Regions from separate parts of the Mus musculus genome. Here regions 1 and 3 are each linked to region 2. A link is a contact called in public Hi-C and HiChIP or PLAC-seq data. All regions are on one chromosome and are shown on one strand. Each heading gives the region's core, a stretch centred on a gene start, on an enhancer-like site or on the middle of the called end of the contact. The rest is flanking DNA. Distances are from core to core; before and after follow the strand shown. Region 1 overlaps Pde4b (phosphodiesterase 4B, cAMP specific). Region 2 overlaps Pde4b (phosphodiesterase 4B, cAMP specific). Region 3 holds the start of Pde4b (phosphodiesterase 4B, cAMP specific).

The links. Hi-C and Micro-C count contacts between places; a contact is called where the count stands out from the background. HiChIP or PLAC-seq counts read pairs in DNA pulled down with a chosen protein or histone mark.
Region 1: a contact with region 2 is called in a Hi-C map of neural progenitor cells, with 4 times the contacts expected there. The contact joins two enhancer-like sites. A contact is called at or near these places in 12 of 484 Hi-C or Micro-C datasets (adipose-derived mesenchymal stem cells, astrocytes, brain and 8 more) and 1 of 115 datasets of contacts at active chromatin or transcription factors (oligodendrocyte precursor cells).
Region 3: a contact with region 2 is called in an H3K27ac HiChIP or PLAC-seq map of neural progenitor cells, with 17 times the contacts expected there. The contact joins the promoter of Pde4b here to the enhancer-like site in region 2. A contact is called at or near these places in 2 of 484 Hi-C or Micro-C datasets (cardiomyocytes and forebrain), 7 of 115 datasets of contacts at active chromatin or transcription factors (cardiomyocytes, craniofacial prominence, embryonic basal ganglia and 4 more) and 1 of 9 other capture datasets (macrophages).

The regions. Positions count from the first base shown.
Region 1 is chr4:102,350,412-102,353,583 of GRCm38.p6, reverse strand. All of the region lies in intron 1 of Pde4b (phosphodiesterase 4B, cAMP specific), which reads right to left. Among named protein-coding and RNA genes, the nearest start is that of Gm52669, 4.2 kb to the right of the region's middle. Within about 2 kb of position 1,298, at least 17 of the 459 cell types and tissues checked have an H3K27ac peak or open chromatin away from gene starts, as enhancers often do. A contact at or near this core is called in neural progenitor cells, where this site is marked.
Region 2 is chr4:102,481,963-102,485,088 of GRCm38.p6, reverse strand. All of the region lies in intron 1 of Pde4b (phosphodiesterase 4B, cAMP specific), which reads right to left. Among named protein-coding and RNA genes, the nearest start is that of Gm52668, 32 kb to the left of the region's middle. Within about 2 kb of position 1,473, at least 23 of the 459 cell types and tissues checked have an H3K27ac peak or open chromatin away from gene starts, as enhancers often do. A contact at or near this core is called in neural progenitor cells, where this site is marked.
Region 3 is chr4:102,253,088-102,256,429 of GRCm38.p6, reverse strand. Pde4b (phosphodiesterase 4B, cAMP specific) reads right to left here and starts at 1,491. Exons shown (of 15, transcript NM_019840.2): 1 at 974-1,491. The coding sequence starts at 1,209.

The DNA of each region.
Region 1 (3,172 bases), core at 49-2,548, 130 kb after region 2:
GCCTGCCTCCCGGCTCCCTCCTTGAGCTCCTACCCTATCTTCCCTGGATGATTGCCTGCGAGCTGTAAGCTGAAGTAAACCATTTGTAAGGTGAAATAAACCCAGTTGTTTTTCAGTTAGTGCATCAACACAGCAGCCAAGAAGTCAACTAGACCATTCACTAGTATGATTTGTCCAAATAACCCATTCACACTGTGAGCTGTGCCATCTCAAACCAAGTTCTTAGATAATTTTAACATTTCATATGGATTGAAGATATTTAATCAGAAAATTGGAATGCCAAAAATGCTCCAATATCTAAAACATTTTGAGTTTTGGGATGAGGAACAAATAGAAAATTCCACATTTGATCTCATGGAATAGGCGTCTGAAAAATGCAGGTGCGCTAAAAATAGTGTATCAGATTGCCTGCAGTTCATGCATACAAAGTATAAAAGAAACATGAGTGAATTTGTCTGTTAGCCTCAGGCATCCCATAGATGCCTTACCATGTGTGTGCAAATATTTCCAAATCCAGATAATCCCAAATTCAAAATCCTTTTGGTGCTCAACATTTCAGTTAAGGGATGCACTTGTGCCATGGGCTAAGGCACAACTATACTGATGTTTTGATTGGTTTCCAGGTGACTCTGCTAAGCATTCAATATGGCCTCTAAGGCTCCGGAGGTGGGGTGGGGGGGGGGAATCATCCCTAATTGCCTGAAATATGTTCTCTTTCTATGCCCACTCTCACTTCCTGAATTCCAGCTTTGTAGCTTTTGCCTTTTTAGATTAAATTAGTCCTCAAATGTCTCCATAGCTATTATAAGGAGTTAACAATTCCTTAATGAGCTCAAGCAACAGTCCCCAATTCCATCAAAGTCTCTAAAATATGCTTGATTAGCAAAGAAGTCACATTTTTATGAAGTCCTTGAGCAACTGGACCTCTCCTGTCTTCCCAAATAATCTGTCTGCAATTTTTAAGAGTCTATGTTTTACCTGCTGGCTATGACTAAAGATAGAAGTTCATTAGAAGATAGAGGAAGATGATGCCATTTCAGAGGGGGGGGGGATGTGGAGAGCAAGTATATGACAAAGACCTAAAAAAAGTGTATAAAATTGAACATATGGCTTTTATGCCAAAATATCCCTATCACTCATTAGTATTATTAATGCCATAAGGAGATATTTTATCCTTTATAGACACCCAGCAAGCAGCAACCTGAAATTTTTGGAATCTCATTCTTCAGGAGAGCTTTCTTCTGTGCTTTTGAAGTTACCCACAAGAGTTATGTCATTGCTCATAACCAAGGAAACCACAGGAAACTTGGTTGCTAGGAAACTGCTGAATTGTCTCCATGAGGATCACCACAGTAGGCTTGGCTTGAATAGAACAGATGTTAGGAAAATAAAATCATGAAGTTGCTGTTACTTTAAAAAAAAAAATCCTAGGATGCCTCTTTAATTGCCAGCTACATCTCCTCACCTAAGAAGTACACTTTGTCATTTTTAAAGGCCATCACACAGGTTGTATGGGGGCCCACAACAGGGTGCTAGCAGGGACTGATGGGAAAGAGCCCCACAGTAGCAGATTAGCCACAGCACACATATTCTTCTTTTCTCCAATTAATCTGGCTAACTAGTGGAAAAGACATGGTGATATATCACTTCAACTGGGGGGTGGGGCAGGACTCTGCATGTTATTAGGTCTATGCGTTCCAACATTTTCTGGTTTCCTTTATGGTTAAAAAAAAAAGTGTGGGCTAATTCCCTAAAAACCTCACTGATTTTTTCATCAGTGTTTTATGATGTTTGCATGCACACATATATGCACACATAAAGTTGATCTTGGAGTTTGTGATTCCAGCAACCCCATGGGTATTCATTCTCTGAGAAACTACACCATGAGAACAAGAACAAAGGACTGTCTAAACTTGAACCACTTGAAGTATGCTCTCTCTCTCAGAGTACAGGGTCCCATAAAGCTCCCCATAAAAGACATGTATATTCCTGTGACCTGCTCTGTGCTCAGATTGTGGGTGTATTCATAAATCTATTTAAATCTGCTCAGAACCTGAATTTATTTCAGATGTGTACCATACTGTGAAAAATAGATTTTCTAGCCCAATCAGACATTTATGAGAAGTAAACTTCCTTTCCCCCCTTTTATTTCCTAATTATGTCCTAATTCTAAAGCCAGTGCTTTCCATTTTATATATGCCTTTGCTTCATTAATACTCTTCCTTCTTCTATTTGTATCCACGTATTTGAGAAAGGATCTTACTGTGTACCTCTGAATGGCTTGGAACTCTCTGTGTACCGTGGATGATTTCAAATATGCATCAATCCTCCTGTCTCTGCTTCCTAAATTCCTCAGATTAAAAGAATGTGCTACCACTCAGTCTAATTCCCTTTTCTATATTAGCCAGTGTCATTATTCTCAAGTAATGATCACTTCCAAATATCCACCAATTTTGTTTCTCAAAATGAACTTACTGGGACAAACTCCAGCCATCTGTTTTTCTATTTCCTAAGAGTTGTATTTTTCCTTCCATATCTATCAAGAGTTCATTTCTTGTGTAAATTTAGATTTTCAGGTTCTATTAAAAGGGATGAAATTTTTCATGTATTTTATATCATAAAAAACTGATGGAAAGTTGTATTTTCTTATTTTATTTTTTGATTGTTATTTTATGTGATAGGTGTTTTAACTTGCATTTATATCTATACCTGGTGCCCAGTGAAGCCAGAGAGAGCATCAGATCCCCTAGAACTGGAGTTATAGTTAGTGGCTGGGGATTGAGCCCAGGTTTTCTGGAAGAGCAACCAGTGCTATTACCTGCTGAGCCATTTCTCCAGACACCACTGGAATTTTAAATGATATGATTCAAGAGCTCAATTAGAAAATGAGATGGGGGCTGTGGCGGAGTGGTAGATACCATAGGATGTCACAGGATCATACTGGAAGCAAAGAGAAATGGTTGAGAAACTATGTACCTCAAAACATTTCTTGATGGAGCAAAAGCAACAACACTAATCCATTAGGTTACAAATATGTGAAAAGCCATGTGATTCTCTCAAATGTAGTCTTAGCAAGTGGTGGGCTAAGTAATCCTTTTATATAAAACCTCATATAAAAAAACCCTATATTGTCAGTGCCAGCATGAGAGTTAGGCTTATTACAAAAATTATC
Region 2 (3,126 bases), core at 224-2,723:
TTTTGGTATGTAAGAGTCAGTCTATGGCCACTCCTGAATGATTCTCCAGGGACACAAAGTACCTTCTTGAAAAAGCCAGAAGGAGGCAGCAGACTGCCTTGAACTCTGGCTTCCCTTGGAACCAGATGAGGGAGTATGGTGCCACCCTAGAGACTGTTGATCAAAGCTGCTTTCAGACTCCATACAAAGGCTGATAGAAAGCTGCACATGAGGAGCCCTAGGCAAAGGGCCAAGCAGGTGCTGCAGCCACTTACTATGTGCTCCATAGACGGATCTTCTCAGAAGCCCAGTGGTCTGGGACGGGCACCTTCCCAATGCCTCAGGCAGGTGTGTAATCCTTTGGATTCACATTCTTGCCAGCCTTCCTGGCCTGTACTTCAGAACAAGTGGAAGTATAATGAAGCACATTGCACACCTGCCTTGAGTGACATCTCTACTAGCTGCTGAGAAGCTAAACAGTTACTTTGTAAAGAAGGATTCTTGGTGACATGCAAACCTTTTATGTCCTGATTCTTTCTGTGAACTCTTCATATATACTTATTATGTCTGTGTGTGTATATATAGATATATTATACATATGTATATTATTTATTTGTATGTGTATTAGCCTGTTCATATGTATTGCATTACATGCATGGCCCTTCCCCTGGAGGCCAGAAGAGAGCAGAGTTACAGATGGGTAAAAGCTACCTTGTGGGTGCTGGGAATCAAACTTGGGACCTTTGAAAGGGTAGCTGGCACTCTTAAGCACTGAGCCATCTCTCCAACCTTCTGAATTCTTCTTAATGGCAAAGAGGGCAGGTTCTTAAATGGTGAAACTGGGGTCAGCCAAAGCCTACAAGTGAACTTCTAAATTCCATGTAAAACGGTATCATTATTATTCATTTTGGTGTACATGTTCATAGCCTTTCCATAGTAAACCAGCAGAATACTTTAAAGAGTGGCCATACAGCCAACGTCTTAAACTCCAGCAAGTTTGGCAAGACCAAAAGGTGAGTGTTTGGGATGCCAGGCAGTCTGTAGCTTGAGTGCTTTGGTCAGTGCTCATGTGATGCCACTCACTGTTATGACTATCAATGCTCTCTGGACTTACATCAGCATCTGGCCAAGTATGCAAAACCCTTAAGACTTTTTTCCATGAGTTTTCTAGTAGGGCTCATTTGTCTTTCTGCTATCAGCCTTCCTGTGTGCAGAGGCTACATTCACAAAACAGTAGCAGAAGAAAGTGAGACTGGGGGAAGGGTGCTCTGCCACACTTACGAAGCACGTGGGCCCATATGAGCTGACACTAGATCCCTCCCCACACAAACTCTTTCCTCTTTGGTTTTCTTTTCTTTTTCTCCTTTACCCTGTAACCCCATAGCCTGAACTCAAAAGGGAGGTAGCTTGCTGGAAATCAGAAGAAGCCAGGAAGAGGTCTCAGTTGTAGAGAAGAAGTTTCAGTGAGACAAAGGGCCTTTCACATTCCCTGGGGCACTGTTTCAAAGCAACCAGCACAGATGTTCGGCTTCGGAACAAACGTGAATCACCAACCAGACACCAGCCCCAGTCACAGCAAAAATTAGTGGGCAGACATCACAATACATCCCACAGATCAAGGGAGCAAGGGGGCAGCGATGGCCAAGAGAAAGACTGAAGGGGGCTTTAACAAGTGAAATGAATATACCACACAAACCAGAATACAATCAGGAAGAAAAGGGAACCCGCAATGGTAGAAACAAACACATAAACAGTGTCATTTATCTAGGGCATTTCCTGTCTCTGCCTTGATCAGGACACACATTTCAAGTTTAGGCTTCTTTAGATTCAAGCATTATATAAGCAGTATAAGAAAGCTCTATAAAACATAGATAGAAGAAGAAAAGTGCCATTGCTAGTAGTTCAGTATTTTCTATCCACGTGTATGTATGTGTATATATGTGTACACACAATATGTCTATATTGTGTATGTGGATGAGTGAATGGTGTGCATGTATGTGTTGGGGGGGGTGGTTACCCACCATCACATGCATGCAGAAGCCAGAGGTCAATGGCAGATGCCTTTCTCGGTTGTTCTCTATTTACCAGGGTACTTCCAGGGCTCTCTGCCTGTCTCTACCCCTACCTCTACTCTAACGATGCACTTACAGACACATACTGTTTCTTCACCAAGGTTTTACATTGGTTCTGAGGCTCCAAACTCAGGTCCGTATCCCTCCACGGCAAGCAATCTACGAGCTGAGCTCTCTTCCCAGCCCCCATCTGAACATTTTTCATATTGATTTGAATATAGATTTTTAGAAGCTTTTACCATTCACTGTGGCTTCTAGAATTACAACTTCCCATGTACTGCTGAATTGTTCATCTAGCAAGCTATACCACAATTTTCAGAACCATCTTACGTTTGGTGACTGTATTTGTGATTCCAAGTAGTACTGGTGCTGGTGTAGTTAAGGTTGAACATCTACCATTCGTGAAGTTACATTGACATTTCAGGTGAATTTGGAGGATGCAGCATATACATTTCTGACTTTGTGAGTAGCCATATGCTTGTAAGGAAGAGGTTGTCCATGTCCAACACGAGGACTGGTTAAAGACACCTTCCTTCCAGGACAAGAGACCTATCCTAGCAGGCTTGCTCACCCATCTCCAGAGCATTGTATGCAGCCTCTCTACTTGGTTGGGCCTGCTTCTCCTGGTCCCATTGGCATCCCTACACAGCCAAGGGAATTTTGTCTAATATCTAAAGCTTTAACAGCTGTTTTCTGCTTAGTGGGAGATCTCTGCTGCTTGGGCAGTAGTGACATTCCTGGAACTGGCAGCCTTTCCCACTGCTGCCTCTAGTACAAGGCTCTATTCTAATATCATCTTGGATCACCTTTTCCAGGGATCCTCTCTGGCACCGCAGTGCCACACTGATGGCCGCCTCTCCTCTGTGCTCCCTCACAGTTCTTTATGTAGAACAATTGTTTTTGCTGTTCCCAAGAGCTCAATTCCAGAAACACCCATCCCATTCCAAACCCCAAAGATGTGGGTGCTTAGGTCCCTTTTATGAAATGGCTTAGTATTGACATGTAATCTCCACAGCTCCTCCTGTGTAACTCCAATCATTTTAGGGCTTATGTATTATATAAAATGCAACGCAAA
Region 3 (3,342 bases), core at 242-2,741, 230 kb after region 2:
TTTCGAATATCCAGTGGCCTTGGTTGATTATGCTAGCTGGCACTCTAGCATGTAGGCACAAAATTGCTGTGGGGATTACCTTAAAAAACCACATCCTGCTTTTCTTGCCATGTTGCCTATTAAATAAGACTGAGCTGCAAATACCAATTTGGAAGGTTATCTTAATTTGAAAGACACATCCCTTCAAAGAAACCTGAGGTGGCCCAGGCTTTTCAGGTCAAAGTAACTTAATGTTGGGGTTCTCTCCTTGTGCTTCTTCACTGCACTGCTTTAAGGAGGCCAGCCTCCTGTTTTTACATCCAGTGTAAATAAAATATATGCTGGAGGTAGGGAGTTCAACTCAGCTTCTACAGAGACACTAACCTCTTATACTTGGCATACCTAAAAGATACAAAATTTTTGGAATCATAATACAACTGATTGTCAGTGACACTTTGTAAGTTAGAACTTAGTTTCCCTACCCTTTAAGTAATGTAAAGATAAAAGTTTGTAAGGAGAAAGCTCACTCTGGTTATGCCCCATAGTCATGATGAGACAACACATTTATTGAGGCTTTTATAAGTTATCTTAAGGAATAGATTAGAATTGAGATGAAAATACCTATTCTTGTACCACAAAAACAAAACAAAAACAAAGCCCCACTGCTAAAATCATAGAACAGAAATGAAACAAAAATCTTACTTTTAAAAGGTCCCTCAATTCCCTATTTTCCAAAAGACATTTTTATAAGCAGTCACTTCGAAGAGTCTCCACGGTCAGAGGCTTATTTTATCTGGAAACAGCAGGTAGCACAAAGATACTTAAGCACACTGTACACTTCTGTATTCTTAGCTGACCTACTGTACCCCTTCAACTCAGACTTGCGCTATGCATTCCGAGCAAAACTCAGACATTCCATTCTCAACCTTTCTAAATCACTACTGAGAAGCCAAGAATCTGCCTAGCACTGGGATGCCTTTAAGTCCACTCTTACCATGTATGAGCCACCGTGAAGCGACGCCGCTGTCGGATGCTTTTATTCACCAGCAACTTTCTGAAAAAGCATGGTGAATTCCTTGGTGAACTGCGTGGAGAAATTTTGGGAGATGTAGGTCTGTTTCCTGGTAGCTTTGGAAGCTCAAGTTCCAAGCGCATCTGCTCCTTGAAAGTCTTTATGCAAACCTCAGATTCCGAAGCAGTAAATTCTTTTGGAGAATTTTTTGCTGTCATGTCTCGTATGGAGTGCTAGCTAGCATTCACCATCCAAAACAGCAGTCTTGAACATAGCAAAGGCACTGACGCGGGTTAAAAGGCTGCTGGGTCCGCACACTCTTCCCAGGCTAATTTGGGAAGCTGTGGTTTCAATCCTGGAGCACTTCAGAGCAAGAGGAGCATACTGGGAGACTGGCAAGACAGCCTGTCACAAGGAGCTTTATCAGGCTGCCTTTGCCTCTGAAAATGCGCCAAAGTGCTTCCTCTGTCACCAGCCTCCTTGTGGATGGGGTTTGTCTGCAAGTTACACACTGAGACTCACTGAATCCATTCAGCTGAATATATCAACTCATGAAATATTCATGAGGGCTTTTGATAAATCCTTTATATGTATTTTTTTTTTTAAAGAAAACCTTATCAAACAAGCTGCATTAACTCGGACAGTAAGCAAAGCCTGGCCACCCAGTCACTTTTGTCTGCACAAAGGGCGGAACCAGAGCCCATCCAGCATGTGCTTTTAAAGTCTTCATTCAGAATTATCTTGCTCAGCAAAGCACCGCCGTAACTCCGCCTATCAAACGCTATTGGCCCAGGATTCTTTAAACAACTGGGCTATCTCCCCCCTGAAAAATACCCTCCACTGCTCGGATTTGCACTAAATTCGTGAGGCTATCGTCTTTGTCACAGTCAAAACTGATTAAGTCAGGGATTGCCAAAAGCCTCAATAAAACAGCTTTTCAGATTCCATTTCTGAATCAAAGAGCTGAATTGCTGAAGTTCCCCCCCCCCTACCCCCACCCCACTTCCTTCTTTAGAAGATCCCAAGCAGCATCAGTTAAAAAAACAAAATGTCACTTAACAGGAAAACATTGGCTTTGGTTCATTTCCCCAAGGAATTCAAAACCTAATTTTTATTCCAATAAACATTACTCTCATTGTTCTCTTTAGGCTCATTGTTTGCAATCTGCCCACATAAGCCACTTGATACTGAATGCCTCTTCTGATGGCCAAAGCACCCCTAATCTGAAATGGAAGTAAGAGCCAGAAAAAACATGCACCCCAAGTTAGGTACTGTGCATGTGTTTGTGTGTGTGCTGAGAGGTGCACAAGGTGTGTATCTTTGTGCCTGTGTGCACCAGAGAGTGGGTTTCTACATTGCTTGTGAGAAGCCATGGAGTCAAGGAATGTCTTCAACCTGGCTAGGCTTGGCTTTTCTTTTCTTTTTGCCTTTTTTTTTCCTTTTTTCTTTTTCTCTTCTTGGGCATGAGAGCACAGCTTCTATATATTTAAAGGCATACTGAAGTATAATGAGGTCCATTGCATGTTGTAAAATATTTATTCACAGTGATGGTCATTGGATCCAGGTTGATCTCAAATAAATGTGGCAAAGTACGATAGGATTAATCAGCAAGAATGACAGAAAAGGTAAAGATGCACAGTAGGACTTCAGTGAAAATCAGACATTCATTTTCACACTAATGTGTAGGGTCGTCCAGCTGTATAAATCTCTCTATATGTCTGTCACACACTAAAAATGTGCTGAAGATTAGAGGGCTAAATAACGGCAGAACATCGCCTCTGGGTAGGAGAAAGGCATCCCACTGCAAACCTTAGGGAAGGAACTGGAACTTAAACTACTGACTTTTAAGTACCACTTCTGAAAACCCATCATGATCTAAACAACTAACTAAAGAGCACGGTGAACAGATGTGCAGATCTAAACAACTAACTAAAGTACATGGTGAACAGATGTGCAGTCGTGAAATCTTAGATGGGGCTGAATGTTCCTGGTTTATGAATGATTTCTCAAACCAGGAAACAGAGCCAGGGGACTGAAGGGACTCATCCAAATCCATCCTGGTGACTGATGTCATCACTACATCTCCCACTCCAGTTTCCTGACTCCTGGTAGCACTGTTTATTTCATTATAAAGTGCTTTTGTCTAGGCAGGCCTTAGTGCAGCTTCTTGGGGTCTGAAAGTATTTTGAGTATCTTGAAAAGATAGAATGTTGATAATATGGAGAAAATGTGGTTAACGCTACCCACTATTTGCTAAATTCTGCAGCAAGTCTTTTACCCAAAATACTATTTTTTTAAAACTGGGACCTGAGATTATATGATTCTATCATGATTCACAGTGACCTATTAGC